Linked DNA regions of Mus musculus: regions 1 and 3 are each linked to region 2. A link is a contact called in public HiChIP or PLAC-seq and promoter capture Hi-C data. All regions are on one chromosome and are shown on one strand. Each heading gives the region's core, a stretch centred on a gene start, on an enhancer-like site or on the middle of the called end of the contact. The rest is flanking DNA. Distances are from core to core; before and after follow the strand shown.

The links. Promoter capture Hi-C pulls out the DNA fragments that hold promoters and counts their contacts. HiChIP or PLAC-seq counts read pairs in DNA pulled down with a chosen protein or histone mark.
Region 1: a promoter capture Hi-C map of liver shows a contact between it and region 2, with 6 times the contacts expected there. The contact joins the promoter of Tspan33 here to the promoter of 4930412F09Rik in region 2. A contact is called at or near these places in 5 of 39 promoter capture datasets (erythroid cells, hippocampal neurons, liver and 1 more), 1 of 115 datasets of contacts at active chromatin or transcription factors (bone marrow-derived dendritic cells) and 1 of 9 other capture datasets (liver).
Region 3: a contact with region 2 is called in an H3K27ac HiChIP or PLAC-seq map of bone marrow-derived dendritic cells, with 4 times the contacts expected there. The contact joins the promoter of Irf5 here to the promoter of 4930412F09Rik in region 2. A contact is called at or near these places in 3 of 39 promoter capture datasets (hematopoietic stem and progenitor cells, liver and pre-B cells), 2 of 115 datasets of contacts at active chromatin or transcription factors (bone marrow-derived dendritic cells and large pre-B cells) and 2 of 9 other capture datasets (adipose tissue and liver).

Annotation. Positions count from the first base shown.
Region 1 is chr6:29,692,445-29,695,803 of GRCm38.p6, forward strand. It overlaps Tspan33 (tetraspanin 33), which reads left to right and starts at 1,770. Exons shown (of 8, transcript NM_146173.3): 1 at 1,770-2,100. The coding sequence starts at 1,999.
Region 2 is chr6:30,901,456-30,904,858 of GRCm38.p6, forward strand. 4930412F09Rik (a long non-coding RNA gene) reads left to right here and starts at 2,107. Exons shown (of 4, transcript XR_868928.3): 1 at 2,107-2,228. It overlaps Tsga13 (testis specific gene A13), which reads right to left. Exons shown (of 8, transcript NM_054073.2): 6 at 798-940.
Region 3 is chr6:29,525,193-29,528,609 of GRCm38.p6, forward strand. It overlaps Irf5 (interferon regulatory factor 5), which reads left to right and starts at 1,433. Exons shown (of 9, transcript NM_012057.4): 1 at 1,433-1,582.

The DNA of each region.
Region 1 (3,359 bases), core at 520-3,019, 1.2 Mb before region 2:
TTTAAATTTTCTTTTCTCCTTCTCCTTCTCCTTCTCCTTCTCCTTCTCCTTCTCCTTCTCCTTCTCCTTCTCCTTCTCCTTCTGGTTTGATAGGATCTCATTGTGTGCCCCTGGCTGATTTAGAACTCAAATGTAGACCAGGTTTACCTCGAACTCCCAGAGATTCATCTGCCCCTTCCTCCTAAGTGCTGCCATTAAACTTTCTCCAGCCTCTTTCCAACTCTCTCTGAAAACAGCGATCTTACCCCATTTCCTTCTCTAAAACTCTTATTTCCAAATCAATTCAACACAAACTCAGTAATCTGATCTCAAGTCCTTCTACAGCCTCCATTCAGTTGAACACATACTGCATTCTCAGGCACCGCTGCACCAAGCCGGGAAAAGTGATAGGCTTAGTTTCCACACAACACGCGGTTTGCTTTTATCTGTCCAAGCTTCGACACACCTTTTTGTGTCCACCTGGATTTCACGTCCCCACTGTCTCTAAAATCTCATCCTCCTCGTTTCTCCCGCCATGACACCTTCTGGTGCTCAACTTCTTCCAATTACATAATAGTTATTCATGCAGTTATTGTATTTCCACACTGGATTTTGAATCCTATTGAAACAAAATACCAGGGCTAGAGATATGGCTCAGTTATTAAGAGCACTTGTTGCTCTTACAGAGGACCAAAGTTCAGTTCCCAGCACTGACTTAAGGAGCTCACAAATCCCGGTAACTCCAGTTCCTGGGGATCTGACATCCTTTTCTGGCTTCCATCAGCACCTGTGTGCACAGTGGTACACACACACACACACACACACACACACACACTCACACACACACACATTTTAAAAGAATCTTTTAAAGGAGTGAAAGTACCACATTTTAGTGAGCCCCCTTATCAGCCATCTCCGTGTAAGTCATTTGCATGCACTAACAGATTCTTATTTGATCAATGCCTTACGCTGCAGTTTTCCCACTCAACGTTACAAAAAGTGTAGCTTGGGGAATCACGCTATTGATGGCAAAATCAGACTCCTCCCCAGGTTAAAATCGTACTTGTGTAGCTAGTACAATGTACACCACATTGTACTTGGGAGTCAATCTGTGCATATCCTATTAACATGCCAAACACAAAACAAAACAAAATTAAAAACAAAAAACCGGTGTCTCCACGTAAACAAACGTTCTGAGAGGGTTTGGATAGAGAGGTTGGACGGTAATGAGAGAAAAGGATGGTTTGAGAATTCCACTGTTAGGTTATGAGGCTTTTAAAACGAGCATTTAAAGTATTTGATTGCTAAGCAGGGGTATTTATTCTTCTCTTTCTGGTTGTTAGTACCTGTCATTTGTCACTCTGATTTTATTGTCTTGATCCCTGAGGATCAACCTTCTTTTCTATTCCCACAGCGTTTAACGAATTGCTCAACACACAAAGTGCGTACTTGTTGATTTTAACGTACGTGTGTTTGCGTGCGTGCACAGCAACTGGGCAGAGGACGTGGGTGTGGGATGCAGGAAACATTCCTTTTCCTCATTCTTTTTCCCTTAAGCAGCTGCAGCCTGCAGGCTTTCCGTCTAGGCGGGCAGAAGCAGAACCACTGACCCTTTAGCAAGTTGTCCCTCACAGAACAGGTGTCTCCCCCGCCTCTCGGAGGAGAGGGATGGCTGGCTGCTTAGTGACATGGGCCGCCGACCAATGAGAAGTCAGCCTCGGGCAGCCTCACCAATGGCCGTCCGGGGGGCGGGCCCGGTTTCCTGAGAGCCGGGCGGGCCAAGCTGGTCTGCGGCCGCGGTGGAGTCTCCGCTGCTCACGCTGCCCGCCGCGGCTTCAGCGGCGGCGCCGTTCCCTGGCCGCGCGGCTCCCCGACGCACGGTTCGGGCGGCTCCCGGCGCGGCGCGGCTGCCCCGGCGTTCGGGTCCCCGTGGCCCCGCGGCTCCCGCCCCGGGCTGCAGGGCGCACAGGTGGGCCGGTGGCCGCTGGGAGATAGGCCCCCCGGGGGCAGCGGCGGACCATGGCGCGGAGACCTGGCGTGCCGGCTGCCTACGGGGACGAGTTCTCCTTCGTCAGCCCGCTGGTGAAATACCTGCTCTTCTTCTTCAACATGCTCTTCTGGGTGAGATTCGGGGGGTCAGGGGGCACCCGGACTCTCGGGCATCTCTGGAGCGCCGAGGGGGCTGCCTGAGGCTGGGAGGTTTGGCCTGGGCTGCCCGGTGCCCAGGAGCGTGTCGAGTGGTGCTTCGTAGTTTTCTGAGCTGGTGACACTTGGGGGCATTTCTCCGGGGGAGGAAAACCACAGTGGCGCCGTGTCAAAAGGGGACGTTAAGAGGTGGGCAATCATCCTTGCTGCCAGGGATGAAGCTTTAGCAGGGATGAGGATCTGTGTCAGGCCATGAAATAAAAAGGGTTTGGGGAAAGAAAGAGCTGGCTGGACAGCCCCATGGGCATATTTCATGGTTAGGGACTTTCAGGCCTGGGGGCTGGAAGGCCCGACTGGCCATACGGGGCGCGGGGCGGGGGTGGAGGGAGAGAGAAGGAAGAGAAACCCCAAGCCTTCCTTCGCCCCAGTTCCTCAGGGGCTTGTGTCAAGGGACTATATCTGTCCCTTTTGCAGGCCTCGGGTGTCTGCTCCTGTCAGGGCTGAAAAGGGTTAAGAATGGTCTCCAGGTCCGATGTGTACCCCAGCATGGCCCTAAACTTTGCCCTACCTTCTTCAAGACCAGCTTCTCTACTTGGAGCTGACAGGCTTCAGATGATTCAAATAGGATTTTGTTGTTGTTGTTGTTGTTGTTGTTGGGCTGGAAGCTATGGCTCCTTTCAGAATCTTTTGTTTGGGGTGGAAAAGTGTAAACAATATTAACCCCGAGCTCCTGACACCTGGATTTCCGTCCCCTCTCTACCATCCTTATTGATTTGACTGATCTGGGTAAATATGTTCAAGTCCACAGGCCTGCCCTTCCTCCCAGCAAAAATCTAATGCAGTGTATTGGGGGATGGCAGGAGAGGGCTGAGAATTCAGGGGGAGGGGGAGCCCATTAGAGAATGCTAGCTGAGTCCTGTTTCATAGCCAGAGAGTGCGTGGGCCCCTCTGGATTTGATAACAAGGGGAAGTCCTTCCCCATCTCTCCATTCTTCTGCCAGCTTCTACTGCACCAAAGCTGCAGCCCAGAAGCCTATCATCTTTGCCTCTTTCAGCCTGAGACCAATAGTTCAGATTTGCCAGAGGGAATAATAGTGGGCCTGAACGGCCTCCTGGGAAAAGGCAGATCCAAGGCCACTGCTGGAAAGGTTTCACAGGGGCCCTGGTGTGAAGCACAGGCACAGGGTACATAAGTGCCAGCCTATTGGGACAAATGAGAGACATCCCAGAGGGTG
Region 2 (3,403 bases), core at 857-3,356:
CTAGACATGCTAGTGCATGCTTTTAATCCAAGCACTCAGGAGGCAGAGGCAGGTGGATCTCTGTGAGTTCAAGGCCAGCCTGGTCTAAAGAATGACTTCCAGGTAGCCAGGGCTATACAGAGAAAGCATATCTCAAAACAAACAAACAAACAAAAAACAGAAATAATGAAAGAAAGAAAAAAGAATAAAAGGAACGTAGAGAGGAAGGAAGGGAAGGAGGGAGAGAGGGAGGGAGAGGTTAAAAAGTCCACAAAAATGCCATTAAATTTGTTTTGTTGTGTTGGTCAACAATTCCTGGGCATGGGGCCTACCCTGAAATGTGGTTGATATAGTTAATGAGACTCCATTGAAAAACAAAACAAAACAAACCAAAACAATTTTCCCTTTGCCAGCAGGTACCAATTGCAGATCGTTCCTTGATTATGAAACCAGAACCTGGTGTCTGCTTCTCCCTCTCAGTTCTGGGACCCTTCTGTCTTGAACCTGGGAAGATCTTGTCTAAGCTGCCATGGTCTCTATGAGTTCACATTGTGCCTCAGTCCTACTGTGTCTCCCATACCTGATGGTGAGGCCCTACTGCTAAGGACAAAACTTATGTCATGGAACACAAAGGACGTCTTATGTGTTCTGACATCTTTACAACCACACTGCATGGGGAAACTTCTCCAGCACATTCTCTTCCAACTAACCTTATCCCAAGTCTCCCTGAGCTTCTATTTGTGCTTGCTAAATTATTCAGCAATATACACAAGGGAGAGAACAGAAAACAACAGGCCCGATAAGAGCTAGCACTTCACCTAAACCATTGTTGTCCCTTGAAGGTAGGATCATCTAGCCGTTTCATAGGGAAGACTGGCTTCAGCTCTGGTTTTAACTTCTTTTTCTGAGACATTGTGGGAAAGAAGTCATTCTTGTTGGGTTTGCACCGATGGAGAGTTTCCTGAGGATGGAAAAAAAAAAAAAAGCATGAAAGGGAAAGGAAACTGAGTCTCTAGAAGTTGAAAAATGGAGCTGAGTTCCTGGCCTAAATCACAATGGAATGTGAAAAGTTAAAATGGCAAACCCAACCTACCAGAGAAAAAGAAATCACAAAGACCACAAAGAGAGGAAGTGGGGAGAGACCCATTTTATCCTCAGGTACCTTTCCCCAAACTGGGTCAGTTTCCGGAGTAACTGACTGGACTCCTTAGCCATGGGCTCCTGAAAATTAATGGCAGAAGTTGTTCCTGGGTTTGGAAGAGTTTATGGCAGAAAAGCTGTGCCCTGCTCTGAGTTACTCCATATTGTGTAAAATGGTGACTTTTTAGCTGTTCTTTCCTTGGGTGACACCATTTAACAAAGGAGCTTTAAGCTGCATTTTAAGAGCAAGTGTGGAGAAGGAGGATTCTGTATTTTGTAGCCCATGTAGAAACCACCTTCTGTTGAGCACCAACCCTGAAGCAGACTGACAAATAACTTACTCCTAAAACTGAAGGGTACAACACTCCGATAAGGTCTCTCCAAACTTCTCAAACTCTGAAGCTTCTAGATCCTTTTCTAGCCATTCCGAAATCTTCACATTTGTGGGTGGGTAGATGGATGGATGGGTGGATGGAGTCACCACGTGACACACAATGTGCACAAAGTTGAGAGTTTTTATTAGTAGTTAAGATTGTAATAAAACAATCTGTGTTTGCCAGCAGCCAGCTATCAAGGGAATACAAGACTGCTTGGCAAATTGCAGCCAACCAAAGCAAGCAAAGTGGTTTGTGAGTTTATGGTTACTTAATGAATTCTGACATTAGGTAAAGACACAGGTGTGCCTGTCTGTCTCTGACACAGCACACTTACAACAGACCCAATCTGTGACTTGCTCGGAAGACCAAATATTTAGGGGTAAATCGGGAAGCCAACCCATGGAACTCTACCTTCCTTCCTTTCTTGGAGACAGCTGCCTTATCTGCTATGTTCTTTCTCTCTCTCTCTTTCTTTCTTTCTTTCTTTCTTTCTTTCTTTCTTTCTTTCTTTCTTTCTTTTTTTTTTCTGCTATGGAAAGGCCATAGAATGAACGGTTTTATGATGTCATAATTTTACCATTCCTAAAGGTCACATAATCAAAAGCTTTCAGACTCTTAAAAGTCATCCAGTCTGACTGGCCCCCTGGCTCTCACATCCCATCCAGAATTTTCCTGTCAAGTGATCCAGTTGTCTTATACCTAAAAACAAAGCAACACCAACCTAAAAGACAGGTAAGCTGGCTCAGCAGGTAAAGGTGATTGCTGTCCAAGGCTGGAAACGTGAGTTCCAAACCTAAAACTAATTCCACAAAACTGTCTTCTGACTTGCACACATTCTAATACCTCCGTGCCTGCTCTGCCTTCTCCATGGAACACACACACTAATCATAATGGCAACGATGCTAAGAACAAGCTTCATCTTTAATCAGCTAACACATGTCTCCTTGTAGCTTTTTTTCCAAAATAGTTCCAGCAGAATGAAGCCAGTGCCTCTTACACAGCACACTCAATTAAAAAAAAAAAAAAAACCCACCAGGTTCCACCTAGGTTCTGTTTTCCCTGAGATACACAGTGTCAATATTTTAAACTATTTGTCACCTGACTCAGTTTGAATTGCCTTCTTCTTGTGATTTATCTTACTAGAGAAAGTTACAAGTAATGTTTTCCTAACGGGAGGCTATGTAAAATGAGACCCAGGATGCTGGGAGCAGCAATCACATGATACGTCCCCTGACTCCTTTGAAATGTCTATTGAATAGCCATAACCTCTGCTGAGCACCTCCCTAAATTACACTATCTAAACCTCCCACTCACATTCTATTTCCCCTTTCTGATTTTTTTTTCCAAAGCACCTGTCACATTATAAACGATCTGCATGGTTGCTTCTTTGCAGTCTGCATAGAGAGTTTAAATCATTAGACTTACACTTCAGTAAAGTAAAGACTTTAGAATATTCACTGATATATCCTCAGTCCTTCATAGGATCTGGCACATAGGAGAAGAGAAATGTTTGTTGAACTGATGACCAAGCTATCAATTGACATATTAAGCTTTTACTTTCCTGACTCGAAAATCTTTTTAAAAAATACTTGGTATCACCACTGGACGATTGCATTTCCGTTCTGAATTCCTTCTCTTTGAGCTGTTTTAGTCTGAAGATATAGAACCTTACGCCAATTATTTAATAGGTGACTTAATGAAATAGCACAACCAAAGCACTAGCATGTAGCTAATGACCCTGCCATTAAAAACAGCAGAAACCTTAGCAGAACTGGGTCTGGGGACAACAAACAAACAAACAAACAAACAAACAAACAAACAAAACAAAAGGGGTGTCGAGATGGCTCTGTAGTAAAGGTAGAAAAAGGGGCTTGTTGCCTGATGATCTGAGTTCTATCCCCAGGGCC
Region 3 (3,417 bases), core at 183-2,682, 1.4 Mb before region 2:
AAGTTGTCCTCTGACATACTCATGCTTATGTGTACCCACAGATGTACACACAAAATAAATGTAATAACATTTTAATTTAACAATTCATTCAGAATATTTGTGTATTAAAAATATCTCTAGGACCGAAGAGATAGCTTGGTAGTTAAGAGCATCTGCTGTTCTTGCAGTAGACCTGGATTCAGATCTCAGCACCCACACCCCCTCGCTCACAACAGTCTCTAACTCCAGTTCCAGAGAATCCAGCGCCCTCTTCTGGTCTCTGCAGGAACTGCATGTTCACGATGCACATGCATGCTGACAAAATACTCATATACATAAAAAATAAAATAAATCACTAAAAAGAATTAAGATGGTAAACATTTAAAATATATGTGCTTATATCTTTAGTTAAGCTGCCTGCGATGCTACACCAAATCTCAGCTACTCAAGGCATCTGAGCCAGGAAAATCGTTTGATTCCTGGAGTTGGAGACCAGCACCGGCAACACAACTTTTTACCCTTAAAAGAGTTAAAACCCAAGAAACAAATACAATAACCCTTTAGAATTATGACAGGGCAGAGAAGGCAGGCACTTAGTAGCACAGTGCTTGCTTAGAATGTGCAAGGTCCTGGGTTCCATTATCAGTAAAATACAAATATAAAAATAAAAATTACTATAGATCATGAACCATGCAAGACAGGGTTGGTTCCCAACTAAGCTGAATTTCAGTGGAAATTAGACGTTAAAATCATATGGAAAAATCAAACGGAAAGACTCTGGAAGTCGTCTCCACCCCTCCTCCAAACCAATCAACAAATTACACCAAAACACAACAAACCAAAAGCTGACTCAAGGAAGGGGTAGACCTTCCTGGAAAAAACACTTAGACTATCAAATAATATGATGCTGACCCAAAAGTTGAAGAGTGAGAATCAGCGAATAATGTTCCTACATGAACAGGATGTGTGGAAGTTGAGGCCAGCATCGACTCGGACAGGAAGGCCCGTTTATGGAACCGGGAGGTCGGGGTGGGGGTGGGAACCCGCTCAAAGGGCAAACCCAAACCACGGTGAAGGTAAGGGCAAAAGAAGAGGTGGGCTTGTCAGTCACATGGTGAGTTGGAGCGGTCCGGAGGGCCAGTGTTAAGGCTGAGGAGACAGAGTGGCCCAAGGTATGTTGAAAGGGAGCTCTCAGGGGTCTCCCAATGCCCTGGAGTGTGGCTCCATCGACGCCCGCGCGCAGCGGATCTCCAGCTCCAGGCGGGCGCGGACTAGGTGAGGACAGGCTACAGGGTATCTGGGGACTGGGTGATGGATGACTCTGTCTCCCCGGATTCCCAAAGGAGCCCGGCGAGGGGCGCCGAGCTGTCTGCGGTCTCGCGGAGGCCCCGGGCTTCCCCGCGGTGGGCGGTGGATGGGTAGGGGCCCGGGGCGCGGGGTGGTGGCGAGGGGCGGGGCGGGGCGCTGCCCCGGGCGGGGGCGGCGCGATGCGGAAGTGCGGGGCGGGCTGGGCGACCCGCGGGCGGTGCAGCTCGGCGAGAGCTCAGCTCGGCCGCAGCGCCAGGCCGGGGCTCCAGGCTCCCCGCGGGCGCACAGCAAACAGGTAGGTCCCGGGGCTGTGGGCTGTGTTGGGCTCCTCGCCCCGAGGGCGGTGGGAACAGCCCCGGGCTTCAGCCAAGCCACGGCTCCGACCCACGGCGACCTGCACGCCCCGGGCACCTGCCAACGGGGCCAGCGGGGTCGGGATCCCGCTCCTCCGCGGTGGGCGATGATCGAAGGCGGCGCCGGGCCAGCGCGAATGGCTCCAAGGCGCTCCGCACCAGGCCAGCTCGGAGTGCCGGGCTCCGGCCGCCAACGTTCGCATGCTCGGGGAAAGTCCCAAGGGCCCAGTGGACATCCCCACTGCGCCTCGCCAGGGTCAAGGATGCCAAGCGCCCTGTCACAGTCTGGCGGGGACCAGGGAGGAGCGAGTTTCCGACCCCGACCCTGTCGGCACACAGCTCGTCTCTCCTCCCCGGCCACACCTCACTTTTTCGACTAAAGAGGTTGAGGTGTCAAGCAGCGATCCCTCCCAAGGATCTTAAAGCCAAGGACAGGAATCTGTGGGAATAGAGTTTGAGGGGAGACGTTGTCAAATAGAGGCTCTGCTCCTTGACTCGTAGCTCAAAAGGGGACGACGATTTATTCTTAGCTGTTGAGAAGAATCGGGGCGGGGGCTGATTAATGCTTGGTCTAGTTTCTTGACGGCCTGCCCCTAAACTTAAGAAGTAACAACTTAGAATCTGAACGTGAAGGGAAAGTGTAGTTGGGCCGAAACGCAGGCGGAGAGATGTCCCGGGCCAGTATTCGCCCTCGGTGCAGATGTCTCCCAGACTCCAGGTGTCTCTCGAACCTCCAGAGGACCCAGAGCGGGTACCTAGTAGCAGGGGTGGAAGTGGGGGCTTTCTTGGCCTCCTCCTGGCATAGCAAGGCGGACACGTCCCGGTCCAGAGGAGCGGACCAGGAACGGACACTAAGCCAGTAACCCCGCGATGACTCCAGGGGCTGACCCAGGTTCCTTCCCACCCCCACCCCCCTTCCCTCCGCGTTATGCCCCGGGTGGAGTCTGCCGGGATGATCAGGAGGGAACGACCTGGCCTGAACTCCAAAGTGAGGATAAGTGATCAGGACCAGAAAGGATGTGGACGGGGCTGACGGAGGCTGGAGAGGCTAAAAGCCTCGCATGAGGACCTGTGTGATACAGTACAGCATTCGCCCTCTCTACTCCCTAAGCTCCTGGCTAAAGTCTAGGAAAGAGATAGGTAGGAGACCACTCCTATTAACTAAAAGTCCTTCGGGGGTTTTCCCTTGAACTCTGGCCTTCCCCCAGCCTGCCCCTGGGAGGAAGCCGGGAGAGGGTTCTTCCTGCCGCACCTGCTGCCCCAGAATCTCAGCCTGTGTGCACTCTGAAGGGGCAGGGCCCCGGGTGTGTCGCTCACCTGGAGAGGGCGGGATTTATGCTCATGCCTACTGCAGGTAACCCCTGGATGTTGCCTTGAACTGGGTGTGGGGTTTAGAACGGGACAATTCGAGAGACAGGAGGGGTTCGAAGCTCTGCCTTTATTCCTTCCGTTATGGCAGCTTCTCCCCACCAGCTCCGGAGTTCTCAGTGATCTGACTGCCCAGGCAGCCTCTCCTGGGACTTCATGACCTTGGGGTGAGCTATGGGGACTCTCCATCGCAGTCGGGATTCAAGGGCTGCTTCCATGCCCCATCACATGTGGGATACTTCCTGAGGTCTGACATGGAAGATGGTGGGGGCTCTGTTCGTTTCTCCTTTTTAGGGCTCATAGCCAGACATCTCAGTCTGCGTTGTGTGTCAGCACTGCTCTTATTCAAAACCTCCAGACCCAGGAGCGGGCAGTCATGTTTAGACGCTGCAATTGTGAACTGGCAGGC